Regions from separate parts of the Zea mays genome. Here region 2 is linked to region 1. A link is a contact called in public Hi-C data. All regions are on one chromosome and are shown on one strand. Each heading gives the region's core, a stretch centred on a gene start, on an enhancer-like site or on the middle of the called end of the contact. The rest is flanking DNA. Distances are from core to core; before and after follow the strand shown.

What was found. A called contact is a pair of places that touch in the nucleus more often than the background predicts.
Region 2: a contact with region 1 is called in a Hi-C map of leaf, with 5 times the contacts expected there. The contact joins the promoter of LOC100383341 here to the promoter of LOC100272410 in region 1. A contact is called at or near these places in 5 of 25 Hi-C or Micro-C datasets (ear, leaf and an unstated tissue).

The regions. Positions count from the first base shown.
Region 1 is chr3:43,996,455-44,001,741 of Zm-B73-REFERENCE-NAM-5.0, reverse strand. LOC100272410 (Presenilin-like protein) reads left to right here and starts at 3,017. Exons shown (of 1, transcript NM_001146888.2): 1 at 3,017-5,287. The coding sequence starts at 3,059. The coding sequence ends at 4,495.
Region 2 is chr3:44,124,379-44,129,665 of Zm-B73-REFERENCE-NAM-5.0, reverse strand. LOC100383341 reads right to left here and starts at 2,809. Exons shown (of 2, transcript NM_001175998.1): 1 at 2,637-2,809; 2 at 869-2,213. The coding sequence starts at 2,132. The coding sequence ends at 1,092. LOC542177 (PK protein) reads left to right here. Exons shown (of 3, transcript NM_001111796.2): 3 at 1-150.

The DNA of each region.
Region 1 (5,287 bases), core at 1,768-4,267:
GTGATCATATAAAAATCAACTCTAAACAACACAAACTTGGTTTATAGTGAGTGTTAGTGAAATCTAAAACCAAGTTGGTATGAGTAGAGATGGAGAAATGAGAACTCTTCACTTGATTGCTCCTTTGAAATTTGTATTAAACTTAAGAACAATAATACAAGTGAATATGATAACTCATGAATACGATAATCACAATAAAAAAATGGACAAGAGGCACAATGATTTTATCCCGTGGTTCGGCCAATGCCTACTCCACGTTGTGGTGACCTTCTTCAGTCAAGGGTTGCACTTAACCCCTCTCAAGTAATCCAAAGATCAAACTTGAGTACCATTGTTGTCTTCCTTATATCAATTCCCGGTTGTGAGAAATCTCCACAAATTGGAGTCTCTCACTCCTTACACAAATGTTTACAATCAAAACCAGAGTAAGGATGGAAGTAGAAACACACGCAAGAACACAATCACAGCAACAACACATACACAAATCAAGAAGAGAGTGTAAGGATCGAAACGACAGAGTCATAGCTCAAGAACGCGCTCAAATCTCTATCTAATGAATTAACAGTGTGGTCGCGGAGTCTCAGAGTTGTAGTGTGCTCAAAGTATAATGGTGTATTGCTCCATGGCGTATAGTGTCTTTTTATAGCCCCAAGGGACCTATGAGCCGTTGGGACTCCATTTGTAAGGCCCTGGTTGCCTTCTGTCCGTGGGTGCACCGAACTGTCTGGTGCAAACCGGACACTACACAGTGCAATGGCTACGAATCGTTGATTGGTCACTTTCTGCTTCTGGGGGGCACCAGATCGTCCGATGGGTGGCACCAGACTGTCCGGTGCTCCGCGTGGACCGTCCGATAAATTATAGTCGATGAAGTCTAGTTTTCTTGAGAGCAGCATGTTCGGTCGGACTACGCACCGAACTATCCGGTGAGTGACACCGGACCGTCCGGTGCTACGCAGACTAGTCCAACTTTCTCTTTTTCATGCCAATTCACTTTTGCTTCTTTTGACTCGACTTCACATAGTCCCTAACACTTAGACAAATATGATTAGTACCTAAAACAACTCACTAAGTGTTAGGAGCATACCTTTTTCACTTGGAACCACATCAGTTTGTAGTATTCATTTTCGAGCCTAAAAGGTGTCTTTCTCTCAATTTACTTTAACTACCTATGCTCATGCTCATATAAGATGATGTTAGTAAAAACAATGTGTTAAGCATTTAATCACCAAAACAAATTAGAAATGGTCCAAGGACATATTTTTTTTTGAAACGAACCAGACATGAGAGCTAATGATTATATTAATAAAGAAGAAGTGGTCCGGATCGGACTAAACAACAAACAAAAAACAAAAAAACAAACAACAGGCGGTTGGATTGGGACATCAACACGCCGACACCATACAACTTAACTCGCCGGTTGGATTGGGACGTCAACATGGCACCACACTCGCCGCCGACACAGAGTGCCCAAACAAACACAGACAGTGACAACCCCACACAAGAGCACACAAAACTGCTAAGGGTCATCGTTGTCAAGCAAGCATGCAGAGCATTCACCAACTCTCTTCCCAAAGGAGCCGACGGACGAACCAAACGAAAAGCAGACAAACAGCCCAAAGCGAAAGGTCTTAACAGGTCATCGTTGCCAGGGCTCAAGGCACAGTGCAGCTCCGACTTCCAATCTTGACCCTCCGCACTGCCTCTGGTTTTTGCCCGACCTTCGAAACATTCTAGACCACGAAGAAGGGAGGTTCGCCTCATGCTATCGTTGCCGAGCCACATCCCCTGACGTAGCAGCTCTGACTTCACGTTGCAAAACCCCACCTCCACCCGCATACCAGGCGCCGAGAAGCGAAGCAACAGCCGAAGGCAAAGCCGTGGCCAAGACGAACTTCAGAAGCGACGTCTTCAGGAAGGGAGTGACGTCACCATGACGCCACCGTCGCCTGTATGCGATAGACCGGACTTTCACCCAAGGAAGATAGCGTTGGGGATGCGATACCCTCAACAGGGGAAGCGGCGCCCATGGGCGTCGTCGTCGAGACTTTCGCCTAAGAGACCTAGAGACACAGGAAGAGCCCATGGGCATATTTCCTTTTCAGCGTGCAGCGATTTGACAATCACGGGTGCTCCATCACCGAAGGAGATCTCGCTGTCAGGTGCCCGCCGGCCATTCGCCCATAGAGCTACAATTTAGTGTAGGCAGAGTTTAAGCGCAAAAGTTTTGACAGTGTTCAGTTTAGGCAGCTTTTGTTCTGCAAGATAGCAGGAAGCGTTCTTTGTGTTCATGTTCATATTCATTGTCATGTGCAGATGGTATTCTTGTTCAGTGTCAGGAATTGGAACTGAAAAGGGGTGATCTGGAGGTTGACAGAGTTTTTATTTTCAGATTTCATGAACTGAATACTTTCGTACCAGAACAGGATACTTTACTACTACAGCTGAATATTTTTATTTTCAGATTTGATTTCTAGTTGATTCGATTGCTACTGCATGCATTTCATGAACTAAATGTTTTCCAATTGATTTGCATGCGTTTCTTTGTAGTGCGTACTGGACGACATGCAACGGAAGTGGAATCAGAATGTGTTTCTTTGCAGTATGAACCTGACGCCATGCAAAGGAAGAAGAGTTCCTCTGTCACACAGACACTTGCATATATGCATATGAGCGCACCCTTCTTCCTCCCACAATTCAGTCTATCGCCACACAATTCAGTCTGTCAGCACACTATGATTCGGTGGACACATGTTTGTATAACTATATGCATATTTGATCAAGTGATGTCAAGGCTGAGATATACCCCATTGTAATAGACTGTATTTAAGTTGTATTTAGTGTTTGGAGAACCACAACATTTTATCTAGGTGGTACATGCTCTAATTGATTGATAACCCAGCTTTAGACAGTGAAATTTGACGATTTCGAAGCAATTTCGCACAAACGCGTGGACCAAACCGAAAACCCCAAAGCTTCGACCCTGGTCGGTCTCACGCCGAGGAGCGAGAGAAATTCCCCATCGATCTTGGTTTCCTCTTTCCTCCCTCTCCGCGGCATGGATCCCGCCGGCGCCTCTCCGGCGCCGGCTCCCGCCGTGGAAGAGCCCGTAAGCGCCACCTCCATTTTCGACACCCTTGGCGCGGAGGTGCTGGCGGTCATGTCCCCGGTCTCCATCTGCATGGCCCTTGTCGTGCTCCTCATCTCCCTACTCTCGCCGCCGTCCTCCGGGTCCGCGTCGAGCTCACCCCCTCCAGTCACAGCTGCCACTCTCGTCTACCTCGAGTCCCCTAACGACTCCCCGGGCCAGAAGCTCCTCGGGGCGCTCCTCGACGCCGCCGTCTTCGTCGCCCTCGTTGCCGCCGTCACCTTTGTCCTCGTTGCGCTCTACTACTTCCGCTGCACGGGTTTTCTCAAGAACTACATGCGGTTCTCCGCCTTCTTCGTCATCTTCTCCATGGGAGGCGCCATCGTGGCCGCCGTGCTCCGGCGCCTCGCGGTCCCGCTCGACGCGCCCACCGCGCTCCTGCTCCTCTTCAACGGCGCCGCTGTCGGTGTCCTCTCTGTATTCGCCTCCGCCGTCCCCATCCTCGTCCGCCAGGGGTACATGGTCGCGCTCGCCGTCATCGTCGCCGCCTGGCTCTCCAGGCTCCCCGAATGGACCACGTGGATCATGCTCGTCGCGCTCGCTCTTTACGACCTCGTTGCCGTGCTTGCACCCCGGGGACCGCTCAGGATGCTTGTGGAGTTGGCCTCCTCCAGAGATGATGAGCTGCCAGCACTCGTCTACGAGTCTCGGCCTACAGTCGGCCCAGTCACAAGTTCTTCCTCTTACGCTTCAGCCATGGGGTCTGTGGAGATGCAAACCATGGCAGATTCTGGTCAGATCGGTAGCAGTCAATATGAGCAGGAGGAAGATGCCAGCCCTGCCTTCGTGCAAATGAGGGATCTTGTGAGAGTCCGATCAAGCATTGGTGAGATGAAAAGATCAAGAGGTTCTGTGCTCCAAATGGAGAACCTTGAAAGGGAGGTACCAGTGATTTCAGCAGAACTGACAGCAAACCAAGGTGGGAGTTCACAGCATGCCATCATTCAAATTGAACATCCTGACGTAGAAGAGACATCACCTTTGGTGTCTGCACCCTCTACCTACAATGCAGCTTTGGATGAGGAGCATAGACAAAGTTCATCGTCAGAGCCTCTGGATTTTGAGATGTTTGAGTCTACCAGGGGCATCAAGTTGGGCCTTGGCGATTTTGTTTTCTACAGTGTGCTTGTTGGGAGAGCTGCCATGTATGATCTGATGACTGTGTATGCATGCTACCTCGCCATCATTGCTGGGCTTGGTTGCACCCTTGTCTTGCTTTCCATATGCCGGCATGCGCTACCTGCACTCCCAATCTCTATTATGCTGGGAGTTACATTCTACTTCTTGACACGGTTGCTGATGGAGCCATTTGTGGTTGGTGCTTCAACAAACTTGGTGATGTTCTGACTTTCACTGATCTGCTGTTGTCATTTACATGTGGATGAAGCCCTCAATCGAAAGAAAGTTGTTGGTTAGCAATTCAGCATCCTATGTGAGAATGACTAATAATTTGTTGGTCACTTACCGTAAACTGTCATTTGTATTTATTTCTAGGAATGCTTAAGACCATATACTCTGAGGTAGCATCGTAGGTAGATTTAGCTCATGTCTTGTTGTAAGTCTATCAACCTGACATGATATTCGAGAAGAGCTATTCTACATTCGTTGTTCTTTGGCTTATTGTGTTCTTCAAAGTTGGTGTTTTCACCCTAAGATTAGAGATCAAGTAATTGGTCATCCATTACGTTAATCATTATATGCTCCATTAACTACTCATTTTCCACCTATAGAAGAAAGTTTTTTAATAGGAAGCTAGCCCTCTTACTTTGTTTCGAGACTTTTTTCAATATTTGATAGGTTCAGTAAGTCATGTGTTTATTTTTTGGAGTCAGTAGCTAATGTTTATGTACTGTTTTAATTGAACATTGGTAAAAGTTTTAACTGATATTAACATTGACAATACTTGGGCGGTAGATGAGGCTAAGCATCTAAAATATTTTTTCCTGTCAAAGTTGTTATTAATTATCATTAGTTCAAATTCTTTCTGTTTTAGGATATCCAACAGGCAACATGATATACTGGGAAAACATTTTTACACCCTTGTCAATTCCAGCCACTTTTTACGTTGCCAAAATTCTGCTAAAAACATTAGTTTTGCACTCCCTCTCTTGTTTTGATTTTGGTGTTTTCTTCTTTGGT
Region 2 (5,287 bases), core at 1,560-4,059, 130 kb before region 1:
ACAAGGTTGTGGGAATTTGTCGTTTAGATATTAGCGATTTAAACAGTTTATCAACTGCTATAGCTAATTAATTTGCAGCTGTGCTGCAACTTTATCGTACTGAAAATTTTATGTTTGTTTCACATGCTTGCTTGTTGATTTTATTTCGTTTGGCAAAAAAAAATTTCTTGTTTGGTTCAGCGAAATCAATTTATTACCTACCTAGTGCTATTGAACCAACTAGTTTTTTTACAAGAATATATTGATTTTAATGATCATCAAACATCGAGTTGATACAAGTCAACACTGTGTGGCAACCTCTAACTAACTCAAACGTAGCCTACATAGTTGTACGTAGCTCTTGCTTATGTAGCTAGTTTTGGATAAAATCAAACAGGCGACAACATGTGTAGCTCAAACCTCACAAAAGCAACCACTCCATCCGTTTTAAATTATAACCCAACTCGTTCTCCAAATTATAACTCAACCCATTTAAAATTATATCAAATTATAAGTCTAAATTGTAACCCAACTCATTTCAAACTATAAGTCACTTAAACGTATTTTAAATTATTAAGTCGAGAGTCAAAGCATCTTAAATAATCAACATTATTTCTAAATTCTGAGTCATCTTAACTCTATAAATCATAAGATTAAATTATTCAAATTATAACCCATTTCAATTTATTTTAAATTATAAGCGATTTCAATTTTCTTGACAGTCAAAACATCTTGAGTTAGACTAAACTTACATAGAAAATTATAAAAATCTATAACATCAAACAGGTATGCTATAAAAATATTATTGGTAAAAATATAAAGACATTTAATATCATAAATACTATAGTTTTGTTAATAAAAACCAAAATTGAGTAGTAAGACGATGATTAGCACCCAGTTCACGCAAGAGCGCGGCAAGTTCATACATTTGCCCATTTCTGTTCTTTTTTACAGCCATGATACATATCAGAGACCATTAACATGAGCCAAACTGAAAAAAGGCTCCAGATTTTTACATGGCACCAACCCGGCATGCTCCTGCTCCTTCCTATGTACATTGGGACCAACCAACGGGCCAAGCTTTCAAGCGGCAGCAACCATGGCAATATTGCTTAGTTCTCCCAATGATGCGAACTGCTGCCGCCGCTACCGGAGGACTGCGCCGACGGCGAGAACAGGCTGTTGAGCCACTGCAAGGATGGCGGCAACCGCCTGCCACTCTCTTCAGCTTCAGCTAGCTCGGCGTTGCCCGGAGAGCTTGCCCTACCATCACCCCCGCCGTTGTCACTGCCTTCACGATCCGCATCGACACTGACGAAACCACCGTCGCCGCCGCTGCATGAGCTCTTGTCGTCGGTGGCCGGCAGCTGGAACCGGCAGACAGGGCAGGAGCTGTGCATCTCGAGCCACGGCACGATGCAATTGCCGTGGAACCTGTGCCTGCAGGGCATCTCGCGGGCGCGCTCGCCGGGCGCGTAGTCCTCCAGGCAGACCGGGCAGCTGGCCGCGTCGTCGTCATCGTTGCCGCCGGCGATTTCCACGGTAGGCATTGCCTCCACGGCCTCCTTCTTGGCCGGCGGCGTTCCGTGCCGCGCCGCATCGTTCTCGGCGAGCTGCTGTACCAAGGCGTCGAGGCTGGGGCCGAGGAAGTAGTCGCCCAGCGCCACGCCATGCTCGCCGCCGGCTGCGCCGATGAAGAGGCTCCGGCCGAACGGGGTCAGCTGGTCGCCTTCGAGGGCGACGCCGGCAGCGGACTCCAGCCGCTGCAGCTGGCGGTCCCGGAGCTCGTGCAGGAGCCGCAGGAACGCGGTGACGCGCCGCCGGCGCAGCGAGAACTCGGGGTCGTTCCAGTCGTAGACGTCGCTGGCGGCCTCCTGCTGCCGCCGGTTGCGGCGGCGACGGGCGGAGCTGTCGACCGTGCTGAGGATAGCGTGCGCCCAGATGGAGCTCGGGCGGTCGGCGCCGGGGTGCACCTGAGCCACCGCGCCGTCGCCGTCACCGTCGTCGGTCGCGGCCCCGCGGGCGGTCTCCATCTCCTCGAGGAAGCCGCTGTGGCAGAACGGGCACTTCATCTCCACCTCGCCCTCCGCGGGGCTAACGGCCGCGGCGCACATGTGGCACCAGTACCTTCCGACGCCCGCCTGCTCCGCCATTGCTGCTGAGCTTCTAGCGCTTTAATTTCCCCGCCAATGCAGCTACTCTAGTAATTGTTTGTTGGGGGTGGGGGAACTCAGCTGCGACAAACAAATCGACAAGGAAAGATCAGAGTGCTGACGCTACAATCCATCGTGGATGTGCATGACGTCCCACTGAATGCAGCAATCATCTGGTACGGCAGATCGAACCATTTGCGTGCTCTTGTGATGGAGCAGACAGACCAGACGCGGCTTCGTCGAAAGCTCGTGTAAATCAAAAGACTAGGAGCAAGGTCAACCACCAGGCATCCAACACACGATTCAATCAGGAAAACAACATACAGATGGATCCACAGATAGCAGGCACATACGCTCCCAATCTGGCGGCGATAAGATACGAGTAGGCGCACAGAACAGATGGATCCACAAGCTGAGTCTCAGCTTTTGGATCTCAGCAAAGCAAGGGGAAAGCATGAAACGAAGCAAGCAAGCAACCAACCAACCAACCAATCAATCAATCACCTTGGGCAGGGCGGGGCGGGGCGGAGGCAGGGCATGTGGGTGGGGACGGGGAGGAAGGGGGAGCAGCGAGGCCAGAGGGGCCGGCTGTCTCCGCCTGCTTTATACTAGTACTATCAATCTCCGCGGCAGCGGCGGCATCCTCCTCCCTGCATCGACCATGGCCTCGGCCCGGCACACATGTTTAGGGGCAGTGATTAGGAGGGGCCCTGCCTGCTCAATTATTGCGCTGGACTTCTAATTTTAAGTTTTCCCCCACCTGATTTCCTCCTCGCCCTCGAACGCTCGCTCGGCTCGGCTAATAAAAGTTTCAGCGGTGGTGGCAGTTTCGCTTTCCGGCCAGCCCAGAAATAGATGGTCCCCAAAAGGAAGAGAAAAACGGGGAAAAGGGAGGCGCTTGGTGCCTCGCTGATCATCATGTGGCAGCCATGACGCCGTGGAGTGGTGATGGACTGATGGGTGCCACCTCAGCTAAAGTTTTTTTTTAAAAAAATGTATTCTTTTCTCTTTTTTATCGATATAATAGTATCTCAAGAGTTCTGATGTCAGCCCTTACTTAAGCTGCACTGGCTGTGTGCCTGTGTTGCCATTTGGCGTCAGCTTGTAGGAGTCCTTCAGTTTTGGAGGTCAGCCTCCTTGCTGGCGTGGGCCGGCAAAAATGGAGGTACACGACCGTTCAAAACTACAGTACGATTCTTACATGAACTGACGGAAACAGATAAATCCAATGAATCCAGTACGGCAGTACCTTGCTGATGGAAAAAAGGCTCGTAATCGCATCTTAGCTCACAACCGTGAAGTGGATAAAAAGTCCATTTCCACAAACACGCGCATACAAACGTCAAATTAGAGGCGCGGGAAGGAATTACTGGCGTGGGTGTCAGTAGGACTATAACTATGAGCGATGTATTGCCGTATTGTTGTGGGCTGATGTCCTACTGTATGGCATTTTAATGAGAAACATGCAAGTTTCTCTCTACTTCTCGTCAGAAATCATTGCGAGGATGCTCTCCCAAGGCTAAGCATCCAATAGGTAACTGAAGATGGTCTATAGGGGTGAATAGACGAAACTTAAAAATTATAAATTTTAAACATAAACTTCACTCGAAGTTACCGTTAGAACGAGTGTTAATGAAACCGGAGTACGGAAGAGAAATTCTTCTTGCTATGAGTTACTCAAACAATGCAGATAACTTTAGAAACCAACTCAAAACGATTGCAAGCAAGAGAACTAGATAGGGAGAGGAAATAAGCAAATCATAAAGATTGAGACCAACGCAAAAACACAGCGATTTGTTTCCCGAGGTTCGGTTCCGAAGAACTTACTCATTGTTGAGGAGTCCACGTAGGACGAGTCTCTTTCAACCTTTTACCTCTTTCACATGGTCACCGAGACCGTATGAGTTTGCTTCACTATCACGGGGGTAATAAGTCCCGCAAGGATCTCCACCCAAAGTATTCGGAGTCTCTTGCCTCACTTTACAATCAAGAGAACGAGAATGGGAAGTGAGAATAAGAAAGCTCAAATCAAGAGCATAAGAACTCGTAAATCTCTTTGCTCTTGCCGCTAAGCCATTTAAATGCAAATAGGATCAAATGCGGCGCGAAATTAGCTTTGAATGCGTGGAGAGGTTGCACTTAATGTGTAGTAGGTTGAAGTGACTCTTGTGTCTTCAATGTGCTGGTTGGGGGTATTTATATCCCAAGTTTCAATAGAGTCGTTGGAAACTTCAGCGCAAAAGTTGACTGCGCAGTGGTGCACCGGACCATGAACAATGTCAGTTCGGTGCGCCAACAGACCGTGAACAGTGGTTTGCCAGGTGACCATTCTGATTTCTGCAGGTGACCATTGAACCTTGTTAGACGGTCTGGTGTGTCACCGAAACGGTCCGGTGCTGCTGCTCCAAATTTCCCGAGACTAGCTTGTTCAGTAAAAATACTACCGGACCGAGTCTGTGCACACTGAACCGGTCCGGTGCGCCACCAGACGGTCCGGTGGCCCCGACAACAGACTAGATTTTTCTTCTTTTGTCCAATTCTTCTCCAAAATCTTTTTGACTATCTTCAAAATCATCCCCATGACTTAGACAAACATTTATAGTTACAATCCAACTAGTCTAAGTAACATTTATTGGACCTTTTCTTCTCTTTTTCTTAGAAATTGGTTTTTGCTCAAACTGGCTACAAAAGAGTGTTTTTGTAAACTTGAGCCATCCAATCTCCTTAGCTGTACTCCCTCCGCTCTTTTTTATTTGTCACTATTTAGTTCAAAAATGAACTAGCTGGCGACAAATATTCGAGAACGGAGGTAGTATCAAAAAGGTTTCTAGGGGTGTATTCAACTTATCCAATGTGTGAAACTAGGTATTTTTTTATATTTTCCAAGTTTTACCCCTTAGTGGCCAGATTTGAGATGTTTCTGACTTAGAATGAGTTGAGTGGACTTATGCACCTATGAATGAAAGACTAGGCAAACTAGTTAGTCCATAAGGTTGTGATGGTCATCAAGCACCAAAATCAATTAGAGAATATGGTTAAGGCCATTTTGAAAGGGAAATAAGGTTTAACCTTTTCCTATAAATGATTTTGGTGGTTGAATGCCCAACACAAATAATTGGACTAACTAGTTTGCTCTAGGTTATATATTCTACAGG